2 separate regions of the Muntiacus reevesi genome follow, and region 1 is linked to region 2. Evidence: chromatin contacts called from public Hi-C data. All regions are on one chromosome and are shown on one strand. Each heading gives the region's core, a stretch centred on a gene start, on an enhancer-like site or on the middle of the called end of the contact. The rest is flanking DNA. Distances are from core to core; before and after follow the strand shown. Region 1 holds the start of RPS12 (ribosomal protein S12). Region 2 holds the start of TBPL1 (TATA-box binding protein like 1).

Evidence for each region. A called contact is a pair of places that touch in the nucleus more often than the background predicts.
Region 1: a Hi-C map of muscle shows a contact between it and region 2, with 8 times the contacts expected there. The contact joins the promoter of RPS12 here to the promoter of TBPL1 in region 2. A contact is called at or near these places in 2 of 3 Hi-C or Micro-C datasets (blood and muscle).

What each region holds. Positions count from the first base shown.
Region 1 is chr3:187,557,193-187,564,101 of mMunRee1.1, forward strand. It overlaps RPS12 (ribosomal protein S12), which reads right to left and starts at 3,937. Exons shown (of 6, transcript XM_065927776.1): 1 at 3,833-3,937; 2 at 3,657-3,707; 3 at 3,367-3,483; 4 at 2,529-2,631; 5 at 1,984-2,085; 6 at 859-948. The coding sequence starts at 3,670. The coding sequence ends at 886. It overlaps LOC136165798 (small nucleolar RNA SNORD101), which reads right to left and starts at 3,145; the gene lies at 3,073-3,145. LOC136165843 (small nucleolar RNA SNORA33) reads right to left here and starts at 1,208; the gene lies at 1,079-1,208. LOC136165866 (small nucleolar RNA SNORD100) reads right to left here and starts at 2,242; the gene lies at 2,166-2,242.
Region 2 is chr3:186,517,995-186,525,409 of mMunRee1.1, forward strand. TBPL1 (TATA-box binding protein like 1) reads right to left here and starts at 5,619. Exons shown (of 7, transcript XM_065931315.1): 1 at 5,384-5,619.

The DNA.
Region 1 (6,909 bases), core at 2,687-5,186, 1.0 Mb after region 2:
CTCAGGTCCCTTGAGCAAGGGCTCTATGGATGGAGAGCTGGTGATGGACAGGGAAGACTAGTGTGCTGCGGTCCATGGGACTGCAGAGTCAGACGAAACTGAATGAGCTCAAAGTTCAAAAGTCAACAAAGCCTTCCCAGCACTAATTTCGAGATGGGCCAGTGAGTCAATATGAAAATGCACACTGCAGTAATTCAATTTTTCCAAGCCTGAACAACACTATTTCCCATAAAAAAATCAAACAGAAATATGGTTTTCCCACTGCATAAACACTCAAATGGCACCAAATGCAGAGAATTTATCAAGATATGTAAACTACAATTACTTTTCCCACATGCCCTGTCACTGCATAGACTGGTAAACTAAGGGAAACTCAAAAGTACCCCACTTGGTTATCTGTGAGGGAATTTCATATTCCTCCTATCTCAACTTGACTCAGGCTAAGTACAGTCACTATCACCTCTCCCTGAGGATTTTGGGGAGTTGAGTACCTGGAAGCACGTTTCTGTGCCTGATATTTAAAGAAACCATGACCTACCCTAATGGGCATGTACAAAAGCCCCACAGCCTAAATCCTATCCAGTCCCCTTTGTACTTTGCTGATTTGTCCAGTTCACTTTTCTAGGTTATAGTTTGGCTTATCAGTCATAAATATCCATCCAAGAAAACCCTGACCATCACCAAGCCTATCTTCACTTGGGCTCTGCTACTTGCCAACTGATATTACTTATTGGTTGGGAAAAATGTTTTCCCTTAGAAAACAGGACAAACAAGATGCATCCAGTTATTTTGCAATGAATCTTTTGTCCTTCATTAACACAGACTTTAATTTTACTGCCCCAAATAAAAAGCCAGAGATGAAAAACAAGAGCTCAGTTTATTTCATCATTTCTTGCATTTGAAGTACTCCTCGATGACATCCTTGGCCTGAGATTCTTTGCCATAGTCCTAAAAAACAAATGTGATTTTACTAAAATTTACAAACTCCCAAGTTGTTAGCACTACTAGTAACAGTGAAGCTTTAAAAAAAAACAAACAAAACAGCACATCTTATGAAGTATTCCCCACCATTTTAATGCCTTGTAGCCATTTTCAGGGACCTTAATGACCTCAATGTCTTTAAGGCTCGTAACATGGCTTTCCTATTGCCAGCATTTTCTAAATTTCTGCAGAAACACATTCAGGTAAGCAGATTCTTTGGCTGGCTTAATTATGGCTTATTTCCTTTTCCTGTAAGAAAGACTCTACATCTGTTGAGAATTACACATTTGCTTTTAAGTGATTTTTGACTCATTACAGGGTTAACTCATTATTGACCAGGAGATTTTTGCTGAAACTAATGCCTGTGGCCTGACCAAAAATTGTTATTTCATTTACACTCTGAAGACTATTACATTCAATATTTATATCTGATACAATTGTATTATCCAGCACCATGATTTTCATTTTCAATATCAGAATCAACCTCTAAGATGTTGTTGCTTGTTTTGAATCTGACCGTGACACGGAAGACCCGGGTTTGATCCCTGGGTCAGGATTACCCCCGAAAGGGAATGGCTAGCCACTCCAGTATTCTTGCCTGGAGAATTCCATGGACAGAGGAGCCTGGTGGGCTACAGTCCATGGGGTCACAGAGTCAGATACGACTGCATGACTAACACACTGAAAAACAATCATCTCTGAGACACTAATGTCACTTGAACAGAAGGTAGCTACCTAAAACTCATCCAAAAATTCACACAAAATTCCACGTGTCGTTTCTGACAATTTTACCATGACATGTTTGTGCTTGTAATATACACAAGGATGGGACAAAAATATAACCACAAAATATAATAGTCATAGTTTGTAAATGAACCCTCGATCACTTTTAAGCTCTAAAAGTTTTGCATGGTAATGTAAAATCCCAATATACATTAATACATATCCCGTGTTAAGCATGGTTACCCAGTACATTTATCCCAGACATAAATATCAACTTACCTTAACTACCACACAACTGCAACCAACCACTTTACGGGGTTTTCCCTCTCTGTCAATTTTACAGAGGCCTACCCATTCCCCTAGTTTCTTGTTGTCATCAACCTGTTAGGGGAATAATAACGAAAATAAATCACCACACTAGTAGGCACTAATACTACTGACAATACACTAGATTAAAGGTGGCTGGAGTCAGATAGGGTGACATGGCAGTTTCCTCACCGCGGTTCAGTAGAGGGAGCCAGTTGTCATCATGTACAGCCCCAAGAAACCTATCAATACCCTAACGCAGGTTATTCTGCATCGACGTAAAACCAGCATTTAAATCTGCAGGAATAAAACTGCTTCCCCAACTAGCTTTAGCATAGCCAACAAATGCCAAGTTTGTGATGCTTTTCAGACCTGCAGAAGAGAGGTCTTTACAAACTTTCTCTGGTATGACAAAAATCATTATGGATAGCCTTTATGTGGACACAGGTCTGTAACTGGCCTAATTTACAATAAGCTAATTTGGCTCTCACAAAAGCTAAATCCAAGGAGTAACTTACCTTAATCAGGTTGATCTGATGCTCAGCACAAAGGGCCTCCACCAACTTGACATACATGGGCTCATCACAGTTGGATGCGAGCACACACAGATGGGCCTGGCGCCTGAAATGCAAAATCCAACAGCAGAAGCTGAAATCTGGGTCTAAATCTACCTGCAATCTGTAAGAGAATTATCTTTGCACTGGATACTGGCAAAAATCTAACCAGGCATTGGAGAACACAACTTCAGTTTGACATAGCTGCCAGAAAGCATATATTTCTTTACTTCCATCGATAGAACCACCACCTAATCTTCAATAACTTGTAAAATTCTAAGTTTCACCTATAGCAACTGTTTTAACCACCCCAAAGACCTCACTGAGTAAATTTACAAGTATTTCTCACCCACACTGACCTCTACAGCTGCTGCTCTTACTAACTTCATGCTAAATCTACATGTTTCTGCCACAGTACTTTAGTGGTTTAAGTCTCCAAAGTGCAAAATGAAGGTTCCCATCTCTTCCATAACGAACAGTGAAATTAAATTAGCCCCCAAAGCTACAGGTTTGTCAGACTATGAGATTTCACTCATAGAAGGAGTGAAGGGGTATCCGACAACTTAAGTCATCATTCAAACACTGTAGTTTTACTTCAAGAATCAAACGTTCATCCCCATTCAAAACCCACACACTCAGCGGGCCATCAGAGTTCTGAATTGATACCTTTTCCTATGTTTCCTGTAGAACGGATGTCATTCAGAACTTTTGTGCTAACACCATGAAACTTCACGCTTTCTTCCCTCGGCTGCAGTTTTGTTCCGGTTCCAACACCCCACAGTATTGAGACTGATACACGTACTTGTCTAAAGCTTTCGCGGCTTCGCGAATTCCACGTGCTAAGCCATCGTGGATGAGGGCGGTCTTCAGAACCTCTTGCAGAGCAGTATTAACGTCCATTACACCTCCAGCAGCAATGCTAAAAAACAGAAATTTAAATTTTTAATTCTCGCCCACCATCTAACGCCTTGGATACGGCAGTCATCAGCAAGGTAAGCCAGACGCGCTTACGACTCGACGGCACAACTAGAAACCACGCTACCGGGTCCAGGCCCACGCCTTGCCCCCCCGACCACCCAGCCCTAGGCTCACCCTTCCTCGGCCATGGCGGTGGGTTACGGGTGGAGCCGAATCTTGAATGCACTGCAAAACAAACAGCGATAAGTTAGGTAAAGAAACGACCCCGATTAGCCCCACATACTCAACGCCAACTCAAAGTAAAATGCAGCCACGCTGCATAACCAACACCTCTACTTTGCCTAACTCACCCCGAGCCTCCGCCTCCGCGCGGCTCCGCGGCGGCAGGGAAAGAGAACGAACGCGCCCGCATGACGGTATTTAAGGGTTTCCCAGGACCCCTGGGCGCACGCGCACTCCCTTCTATGGAAGAGCTGGCTCTGGCAATGCCGGGCCTGGAGAATTTCTGTTTCCGGATTGAGGCGGTCCTGAGACAGGACTCCTGCTAACTTTCTGACTCTGCGCGGCCGGTCATTGGCTCACGAAACAGGCACTAACGCGGGCAGCTTCTTAACGTCATTTCCGCCGGAGGCGAGGCCTGCAGAGGCCCCGAGAGCCTCTACGGAGCGCGAGAAGGGCCAGGCGCTCCTGTCCGCGCGATCCTGTCAAGCTCCGGGAGCCCCTGCAGCCCCGGCTGAGGCGGAAAACTAATTTTAACCCTTTCTACGCCCAAGGTGTAATTTCCTGTCGACTCGCTAACTGGTCCTCCCCGAGCGGCACCCTCTCTCGCTTCCTTTCTGAGTCACTCTGAATGTTCGTGAATTTGTCAGTCTGTGGGTGATCGCGCGCGTGCGTGTGTGTCTGCGTGTTTTTCTGAAACGACAGCCAACACGTTTTCGCTGCTTCTGAAGCAGCTTCTGAAGCACATCGCAAATTCCACTGTCCTGACCAGTGTTAAGTGAAAAACCCCTGGCCAGCCTAGTGATTGGTTACGGTTTCCTAATGTAGTTGGTTGTAAAAGAAGTTTTGGTTTGGGGGGTTTTGTTTTTAGGATTTGGGGTTTTGGCTTTTTGGGTTTTTTTTAACACTAAATTGCCCCGTGGATTCGTAATCCCGCCCAAATCAGGATTCAGCAGGTGCATTTGAAACACAGTGTACCAAACATAGGGACGGGGTCTGGGAACACAGAGATGGAAACGTAGTCTTTGAGAAATCCGGCGTTAATTTCGCCTTCCCGGACTGGCGGAGTTAGTGGAATCTTCTCTGAGAAGTCAGTTTTAACTTTGACTTTCTCGGAAAGAAATATTCTGAATTTTGCGTTGACTGACCATTCCCCCACCGGCACCTCCAACGCTAATACGTGAACTACAGCCTGATGTCATCAGTACAGTCCTTTTTCTTGTGTTCTAAATTCCTCTTCTGACAAGTAACCCAGACAGCAGTTATTAAGCGTTTGATAGGTGCTAGCATCAATGCATTTAGCGAACAACGAAGAACAAACAGATAACATTAAATTCTTGAGTACTGTGGAAAAAAAAAAAATGACTAACATGTTCAGAGTGTGAGATAGAGTTAGCCAGAATAGTGATATACTGGAATTTTAATCCATGTTGTTCAGTATTAACTTTCAAGCTTTGTTGTATAAACGTTGAACCTACTTATTTCCACCCATAGCTCATCCTAAAAAATTGTTCACTTATTCACTTAATTATTGAGCTTTTGGGGGAGGGGGACAGTTTATAAAGATGAGTATATTTATTCCTGCTGCTCTCATATCTGTGGTGAGATTAAGATTTGAGCCAAAGTTGGTAACACCTGAAGGCCTCAGGGGAGTTAATAGCTAAAGACACTCATACTGGCAGATTATAACTGGCTTGAATAATGTACACAAATATGTGTCTGAAATACCTATGAAAAATAAATTCTAAAGTTTGTGTGTTTTAGAAACAATGATAATAGGTAATTTTGTTTAGATGTCAGTTTATGTACTAATTATTATATTTTCTCCCTTAAGTATCATTGAAACTTCATGTGGTAGTGGTGGGGTTAGCCCTTTTAATAGGGAAAGAAACTTAGGCATAAGGAGTTCCCAAGCTACCCAGCTAGTAAATGTGGCAACTGGTATTTGAGCCCAGTTGACTTCAAAGCTGATGCTTCTAACCCTTCAGCCATTTGGATGATTGCCCAAATGTGGGAGGGAGGTCAAGATTTCAAAGATAACTCCTGACATCTCACATTTGGCAATGATACCACTGGTTCTGCCTTCATCATGTAAAAAGGCACATAGAGAAAAGGAATATTGCAGTGTCAGGCAGAAAAAGAGACAGCAGTAGAAATCTGAGTTTCTGAATCATCTAAGTGTAGATGTATTAGTTTGCTAGGGCTGCCTTAACAAAGTATGGCAAACTGTTAGCTTAAACAACAAAGTTATTTTCTCATAGTTTTGAAGACAGGAAGTTTGAAATCAAGGTATCAGCAGGACTGGTTACTACTAAGTGGGGGAATCTGGTCAATGCCTTTCTCTTAACTTCTGAGGTTTGCCAGCAATCTTGATGTTCCTTTGTTTCTGACAGCATAACTCCAATCCACATGATGTTCTCCCTGTGTGCATATCTGTCTCTGTGTCCAAATTAATTATATATAGAATAATTCTATATATAAAGTCTTGATATGGGGTGCTGGGGTTGGGACTTTGACCTATGTATTTTGTGGGGACAGAATTCAACCCATGACAGATGTCAAAAAAGAAGCAGATGAAGAACAGTTTAAATAATAGGAAAGATCTTTGTGTTGAGCTGCAAAAAACTTTACTTGGAAGACCAAAGCTGGGAACAGAAGCTAAACCAGTGCACTGGAAGGATTTTATATCATGAAGTGGTAGGGCCTAGCTGAGCTGAGTTCAAATTCTGGCTAACTGTGGCCTTTGGCAAATGGCTTTTTTTTTTTTTTTTTCTGAGTCAGTAAAGTGGTGATAATACTAGAATATTGTGAGGAGTAAGAAGAGATAATTGTTTAAAGTGTTCACCACTGCCTGTGAAGTAGTAGCTGTTGTTCAGTCTCAGCCATGTTTGACTCTTTGCGACCCCATGGACTGCAGCATGCCAGGCTTCCCTGTCCATCACCATCTCCCAGAGCTTGCTCAAACTCAAGTCCATCAAGTCGGTGATGCCCTCCAACCATCTCATCCTCTGTCGTCCCCTTCTCCGCCTGCCCCCAATCCCTCCCAGCATCAGGGTCCTTTCCAGTGAGTCAGCTCTTCACATCAGGTGGCCGAAGTATTGGAGCTTCAGTTTCAGTATCAGTCCGACTTTCAGTGAGTATTCAGGGTTGATTTCCCTCAGGATTGACTGGTTTGATCATCTTGCTGTCTGAGGGACTGTCAAGAGCC
Region 2 (7,415 bases), core at 4,369-6,868:
GTATTTGGTGTCAACCTTATCATAAACAAATAATCTTGCAATCATTTGCAGTCATCCCTGAGCCACTTGTATTATCAGAGCAGAGCAGCAGTTTCAGCTACCTCTAAAATGACAAGAAAGCTCTATGAAGAGCACATTTATACTGACACAAAAACCTCAAGTCAAATGGGCTGACAATGACATCAGCAAGTTTCAAGTTTACCATCACCTATGGTCATACAAGTAAAAAATAGTGTATTCTAAAGAAAGACTAATTCTGCTCAATGAAACCATTGGGGTCTATTCCTTTTATTCAGAGTACCATACAACTAAACAAGCAGCCGAGTCCACAGGGAAATAGCATTTCAAAAGCTGCAACAGGGTGCCAGACCAGCCTTTGTTGGCCTTCCTTTTCCAAGAAACAGAGATGTCTCTTTTTACCGAGTCCATCTGCCATAAGTGATAACCAGATGTCTCTGTGACGATTCAAAATTAAAACAAAAGTCCTTCCCCCTCCCAAGACCTAAGAGCAGAGATGAGGCCACAGAAAGAGTTTCAATGTTCTAACAGCCTCTGAATGAAAGAGACAAAGCGGCTCCCCTTGAAGGTACCACCCCAGCAAGCCCCAGCCAGCATCTCTTCAGCTAACTTCGCAGAACACAGTGCTAAGTGCTTTACACTCCTGATCACAGCAACCCTGTGAGGTGGTACTAGTATTAACCCCGTTTGACAGAAAAGAAACTGGGGAATGGAGGCAGTGGAAAAACTTGCTCAAGGCCATCCCGCTAATAAGCAGCATCGCCACCACACTGAACACAGGCAGCCTGTATCCAGAGTCCCTGTAAGCGCCATACAAACCCTAGTCTCAAGAAAGTACAACAGATTTTGATCAAAACTGATTTTACAATGAAAACTACAAGTTATCAGAAGGAAGAAAGTGAATGCCTGATTCTCTGAAACCATGTCATTAATAAAAACAAATTCTGACTTCTTTTAAAACGTCCTGAGTTCTAACCTACTGAATTACAAAAAAGTGTATCATGTATCAGTGTCCATGGACAGCAGTCTACGATGGTAACGATGACAATTCAAGTACCAAGAGTCATCCACAGAGGTCCTGAGAAAACCGTCCATAAAGATTCAGTCTGATTTTCAGTATTCTTTCTTGATAGATGAATACTGCATGGTCAAAGTTGCCAGTCAAAGTTTTACGGTGCAGTTTTTGGGGGTCAAATTTTAAACAGCTTCATTATGGACTCACACATGAAGGCTGATTTGAACTGTCCCAGAATTCACCTTAGTATATTGGGGTTTTTGTTTTTTAGTATTTAGTGGGATCCCCAGCAGCATACTTCGCATTACAAAACAAGCCATTTAAACCAAATTGTGAATTTTATTGTCTATTAACTACATGAAAAGACCAGATGGGTACAATTTTTGATATGACCTGATTTCTTTCTACTAATGACACAGTTCTGAAATCTTGTTTTTTCACAACTATACAAACATACTCACTCCATTTTTCTTCTAAATCAAAGGTTGTGTCACAATACAAGAATCAAATTTGTCTACATGGCCTGGGAAGACCTCAGATAAATATACTCTTTTACCCTTTTGAAATTACTCAAAGTGACAGTCATGGGACAAGAGCAAATACTGTATCAACTCTAAGCAGTGAACCATTAGTTTTATTATTTGAATTGGTCAGAAAAAAAAGCCCTAATCAAGTTTAAGAAATTTTGTTGCTTAGAATATACAGCCAATATAAAAGTTTAATTTTAGGCATCAGGATTAGATTCCTAACTAGATTGGATGTCTAAAGGTTCCCTTCATCTACTAGATACGTCACTGAAAGGAAAGAAATAAAATATGTATATCCTTTAATTAATGTTAATCTTCAAAACACACACACACAAACATACAACAGGGTGGCAATTTACAGTCCTGATCCCCAAGAAACTTCTAATTTACCAGGCATGATGAAATCCATACACCAGTAAGTAGAGCACCAGGAAGCATGTAATAAAGGATTTAAAATTCAGATTTGTGTTTGTCACGTTCTGGTGTCATTTCCCTGCTATCTACAAGCCCACAAAACGTGCCTGATGAGAGACACCTTTAATCCAGCTTTATATACCTGACCATGGCATCAGATGTATTAAAGATACAAAAACATGCGTATAAATTGCAGGAAATCTTCATTTATTAATTCAAATACCACAATACAGCTAAACTGCCAAAGCACTACCAGTTTTGAGAACATTGTGGAAACATTCTACTATTATCAATTCTAAAATCCACTTAAACTTTATTTTTCATAGCAATAATTATTCATCACATGGGCTATGATGCAACAGAAAGAAATCAATCACTAGGTAATTATAGGCCTCCTTCACCAAAAAACAGCACTGATACCCACCTTAACTAAATTATACAGTATTTGCTGATTTTTAAATAATATGCCACATCCATGCTAAGAAAGAACACTTTCCAGAAATTTTCAGCTGTAAATTTTCTATTTATTCATTCTACTTTATAGCAAATTCTATACATTCTATATATATATATACATCTACAAAAATTTTGATATGACAATTTCCCACATATGAAAAAAAACTGTGGGATTCACTTAGTTTTGCCCTCTAATTTGGCAAAGCATAATTTCAGTCAAGTACTCAGATGCAAAACGATCTGAAAAGCTGGATGTTAAGACAAGGTTTTTAGAGTACAAATTATGAAAATCTAAGGTTCAATTAAAAACACAGAGAGGCTGTACTATATCTTTTATCTTTTTTTTTTTTTTTAAGTGACTACATCTTCAATTACAGAGTTACCACCTGGACTTCTGTAACAGCTTTTATTCCTAAAAGTTCAAATATTTTTACACGCCTTATTTCAGTACAGTCTTGATTCTCAGCATAAGGCTCTTACCTGTCATACTGTACAACCAACAGTTGTTGGTTCAGAATGAATACAGAACATCTGACATGAACACTCCATTCTCAATATAAGCAGAGGGATACAGAAGGAAAATGGAACAGACAAAGTAACATTAACGGAAGGGATACACAGGCCAAGGATATATGTTGGAAACTCCCTAAGAAACAGAAATAATACAAATAGTATAAGGAATCATTTTTGATTGGGACATGATTATTAGGTCAAGAGAGGAACCAAGACAACAGGAAATGTTGCGAGTATTGGAGCAGAGGGCAGGGAGAGCAGGGACTGTTAATAAAGGTAAAGGCTTGGGCTTAAATCCTTTTCCTCAACCACAGAAGGGGTAAAGGAAAGAGGCAGCAGCAATTAAGATCTACATGAAGTGAGTGTGACGGCAGCCCTGAGGCAGAGGGAACTCACTGAATCTCACATGAAAAGAGAACATCCCCCAGCACAACCTCACACAAGAGAGTAAGCCAAAGTCCTTGACTCACTCATCTACAGATGACAATATTAGGTTTTTCTTCTCAAGAGGTTTAAAATGCAATTTTAAGTTTCCCAATGTTTATACTTCCTGGGCTTCCCAGGTGGTGCCAGTTGTAAAGAATCTGCCTACCAATGCAAGATGCAGGTTCGATCCCTGGGTTGGGAGGATCCTCTGGAGGAGGGCATGCAACCCACTCCAGTATTCTTGCCTAGAGAATCCCATGGACAGAGGAGCCTGGCAGGGTGCAGTCCAAAGGGTTGCAAAGAGTCAGACACGACTGAGGCAACTTAACACACACACAATATTTGTATTTCGCGTCTTTGTTAAAGGTATCTGCCCACCTCTTTGCACATATATGAAATTGGTTTAACAAGAGATGCTGCACCTCAATTCCTTGAAAATACCCGAGTCAAAAACTCGATTCTGACATCAACCAATCAACAGCACAGAGCAGCAGATCATAACAGTCTCGGAGACTGATTGTGAGGGCAGAGTACCAAAGCAGGGGTTTGGGGGAGCGGGATGAAACGTTTTTGTTTAAGACAAGTCAGACTTAGGTGAAAAGTAAGAGGGGAAAAAAATTAAGGGACAAACAGAAACCGTGGTTGACATCATTGCTTCTGTGATTTATCAATTTTCTTTTCATCTTTAATCTTCAACTAAAGAGCTTTGTTCCCCCTGGACACAAAAATAATATTACTGTAGCATGCATATATGGCCATTTCAGTACGCCACAAGAAAACCTCATTTACTGACCTAGAAAGGTTTGGGAAGCATAAAACCATTAAACAGAGGCCTACGGCCTAAAGAGATGGCACAAACTGGTAAGCAACATATCAGCTGCGAATAATTCTTCCAACTACAGAGTGATGACAAAAGTCCTTTTTCGATTTAACTGTCATTTTCTCAAACTTCCCAAAAGACTGCAGATTATGCTAGAATAGCTAAACCTTCTCATATTTCTCTTTTCCAATTTTCCCAGGGAAAATGTCATTCTTTCTGCAAACAAAAAATCGCACCAAGCTTGTTTCCTTTTCTTTCCTTGAGCCAATTTTAAGTCACTCTCCTTAACCCTAAATACACAAGCCCACGCTGGTCAACTGCCAGTGTCTCTCTAGAACTGCGGGTGACAGATGCAGTCAGAGAGCTCACAGACGTGGATTGGCTGTGGTCTGAATCCCATTGCAATGAACACACTGACAGAGCCCGCAGAAGCACATCTCGGCAGAAGGAGAGAGTTTAAAAACCGTCATTTCCAATAGAAATTGCTTTTAGATTTCTTACTGGCTATTATGCTCCTACCCCGGTTCTCAACCTAGCTTAGCCCTACGTCCTACCCATTTTATCCTCCTCAGTTCCAGATCCTTCATCAAGCCTAATTCTGGTTAATACTACTATTACAAAAAAAAAAAAAAAAAAAAAAAAAAGGCGGGGGGCAGGGGAGGGAGGTGTTGCAGGCATTGCCAAAAGTAGGAACCGACCAAGGTGCTATTTGGGAGCGTTCCCGTCGCGGCCAAAGCCGCAGGAAGTTTTCTGGGAAGCAACGGACCCCTTTAGCATCTCTGCACGATCTCTCTTCCCCTGGGTGAGGGCTCCACAGAGAACGATGGGGAATCTCCCTTCTCCAGTCTTTCCCAGTGGTGGCTAACCCAGAAAATAAAAATCTCTCTTTTCTTATCCTACACTCCTCCGGATAACGTTCCCAGGCAGTGACGCCCCACCCCCACTCCGTTATCCCAAACGAGATCCCCAAATATCACCCCGTCCTCCTAAAAGCTGGACCCTCCCTCGGCCGCTGGACCAATTTCCCGCATCGGAGGTCCTCTCCCCCCCGCCCCGGCATCCGCCCCCGCACACTCCACCAGCAGCACGGCCGCGGCTCCGCACAAGCCCGCCCCGCGCCAAGACGCCCCGCAGCCGGCACTCGGGCAGCCCCGAAGCCCGCGCTACCCCCGCCCAGGGTCGCCGACCGGTTACCGTGGGAAGAGCGGGCGGCGGCAGAGGACGCGGCGGCAGCGCTGCTGCCGGTTGCGGCGGACGCGAAGGATAAGCTGGAGGATAAGGATGATGATGAGGCGAGCGCGCTCCCCAGTCTCCATGGAACTCCCGCCCCGGCCGGTTGCTAGGAGCCCCCAAGGCTCGGGCTCCGTCTTTCGTGCTTTGTTGTTCCGGGTACAGGGCGGCCGCTGCTTCCCCGCGACAATAAATAGACCAGACGCGGGGGAGCATAGAGACAACGCGCGGCGGCTAGAGCGCCGCCGGACAGGGCCCTCCGGAGTTCCTCGCTAGCCAGTCATTTCCGGCTCTCACTGCTCCCGTCACTTTCCCCCGCCCCTTCCTCCACTTTCCCTTCCTCCTTCCTGGTGTCCGGGTCGTGTCGGCCCGGCCTGCCTAAGGGCTTGACGGGGTGGGGCTCGTGGGGAAAGGTGTGCGCTGGGCTAGACTTCTTTTGCTTGATAACCGCTTGGAAAGATTTCGAAAAAACTGTGCATCCCTTGTATATTTTTAGCTAGTAGTTACACATGAGTACGTCATTTCTGGCATACAGTGTAATATAAACGGACTTTAGGTTTTTTATTTTGAGGGATGGGGGTGGAGGGGGGCAATACCTTGCCACTTCTGTTAGCCCATTCAATTCATAGAAAAGGTCCACCATTCAATATAATTAGCGAAGCTGGTCCTCAACAACTAAAAATTGTTTTCTAATTCTGACGAGTACATTTTCTGTCTTGAAAAAGTCCGACTTCGCTTTTTCGGTTAAAACGCGTTAATTTACGTGATCAAGCTCTCGTGAAGGAATGCTAATCCTAGTCCTAAAATTCAGTGATAGGATATGATAGGTAAAAGAATGGATAGATGGATGGATGGATGGATGGATGGATGGGTGGATGATAGATAATGCAGGGGGGTTAGGTCACATTTCTGTCGCCTGTCCGTTTGGTATTCCATACTCAACTTGGGTTTGCGGTCAGGACTCTGCCTTGGAAGCCGGGAGACACTTGAGAGGCTTTTAAGCCGCGTAGCCGGATCCAAGAAGGATGGGAGGAGGGAAGAGGGCGCCTGCACGCTGGGACCGGGGTGCCGGGCAGGGGCGGCGGCGGCTCTGCTCACACGGAAGCCGAAGCCGGGCGCCTGAGGACTGAGACCCTTCCGCGGCTCCGCGCCCAAGTGGTCCTGGAATGACCCGGGGGACTCCGAGAGGCGCACACTTCGCCAGTTTGAACGGCCGCGCTTGGGCCCTCGGGGCCCCTCGGGGGCCCCTTGAAGCGTGCCGCCTGCGAGAGCGAGACAGGACTAACGGTCCGGGAGCTCCAAGCAGCGGCGCGGATACCCGCCGCGCCCCCGACTCCCATTCCCAGGCCGGCCGGCGCAGGCCTCTGCTCAGAGTTGGGCTGCAGTTAGAAGCCTCTCCCTGAATGAGGCCAGTGGGCAGCTCTAATTTAATAAAAGGCCCTAAGGGGCTCATGAATACCTGGCCTCTGGTTGGTGTGCATATGGCATGAATCGTGCTAATACCACAGTCCTTTTTGAAAATGATGGGCTGACTTCTGAGGGGTTGGGGAGTAGGCAACCATTCGAGTATTTCACTACTTATGGGGTCTTCAAGGATGCCTATAGATCTTTTCCTTCCCACTTTGAATATTCAGTAAAATATGTGAGCATTTAAAGGCACTGTAGAATTATGGAACTTTGATCTGTTTCAGTTTCTATACTCATTTATTCTCTGAACAGTATTAAACAATTATAGCTTGTGTTAGGTGTAATGAAGACAGCAAGCAAGAGGCTGGGTTAGAGAGTCATGTCTGTGGAGTAGTGTGGAGATGACTTTCAGGAGGTAACCTTTCAGCTGTTACCTGAATGGGAATGAAAGGGCTCCACCGTGTACCTGGCAGAGGGAACAAGACAGGCTAGAGCTGTCTGTGTGGGAATAGTAGCCTGGATGGGGCATCATGATCAGTGCAAGGGGCAGCGGACTTGAGGCGAAGTTGACAAGAAACTAAGGCTTGAC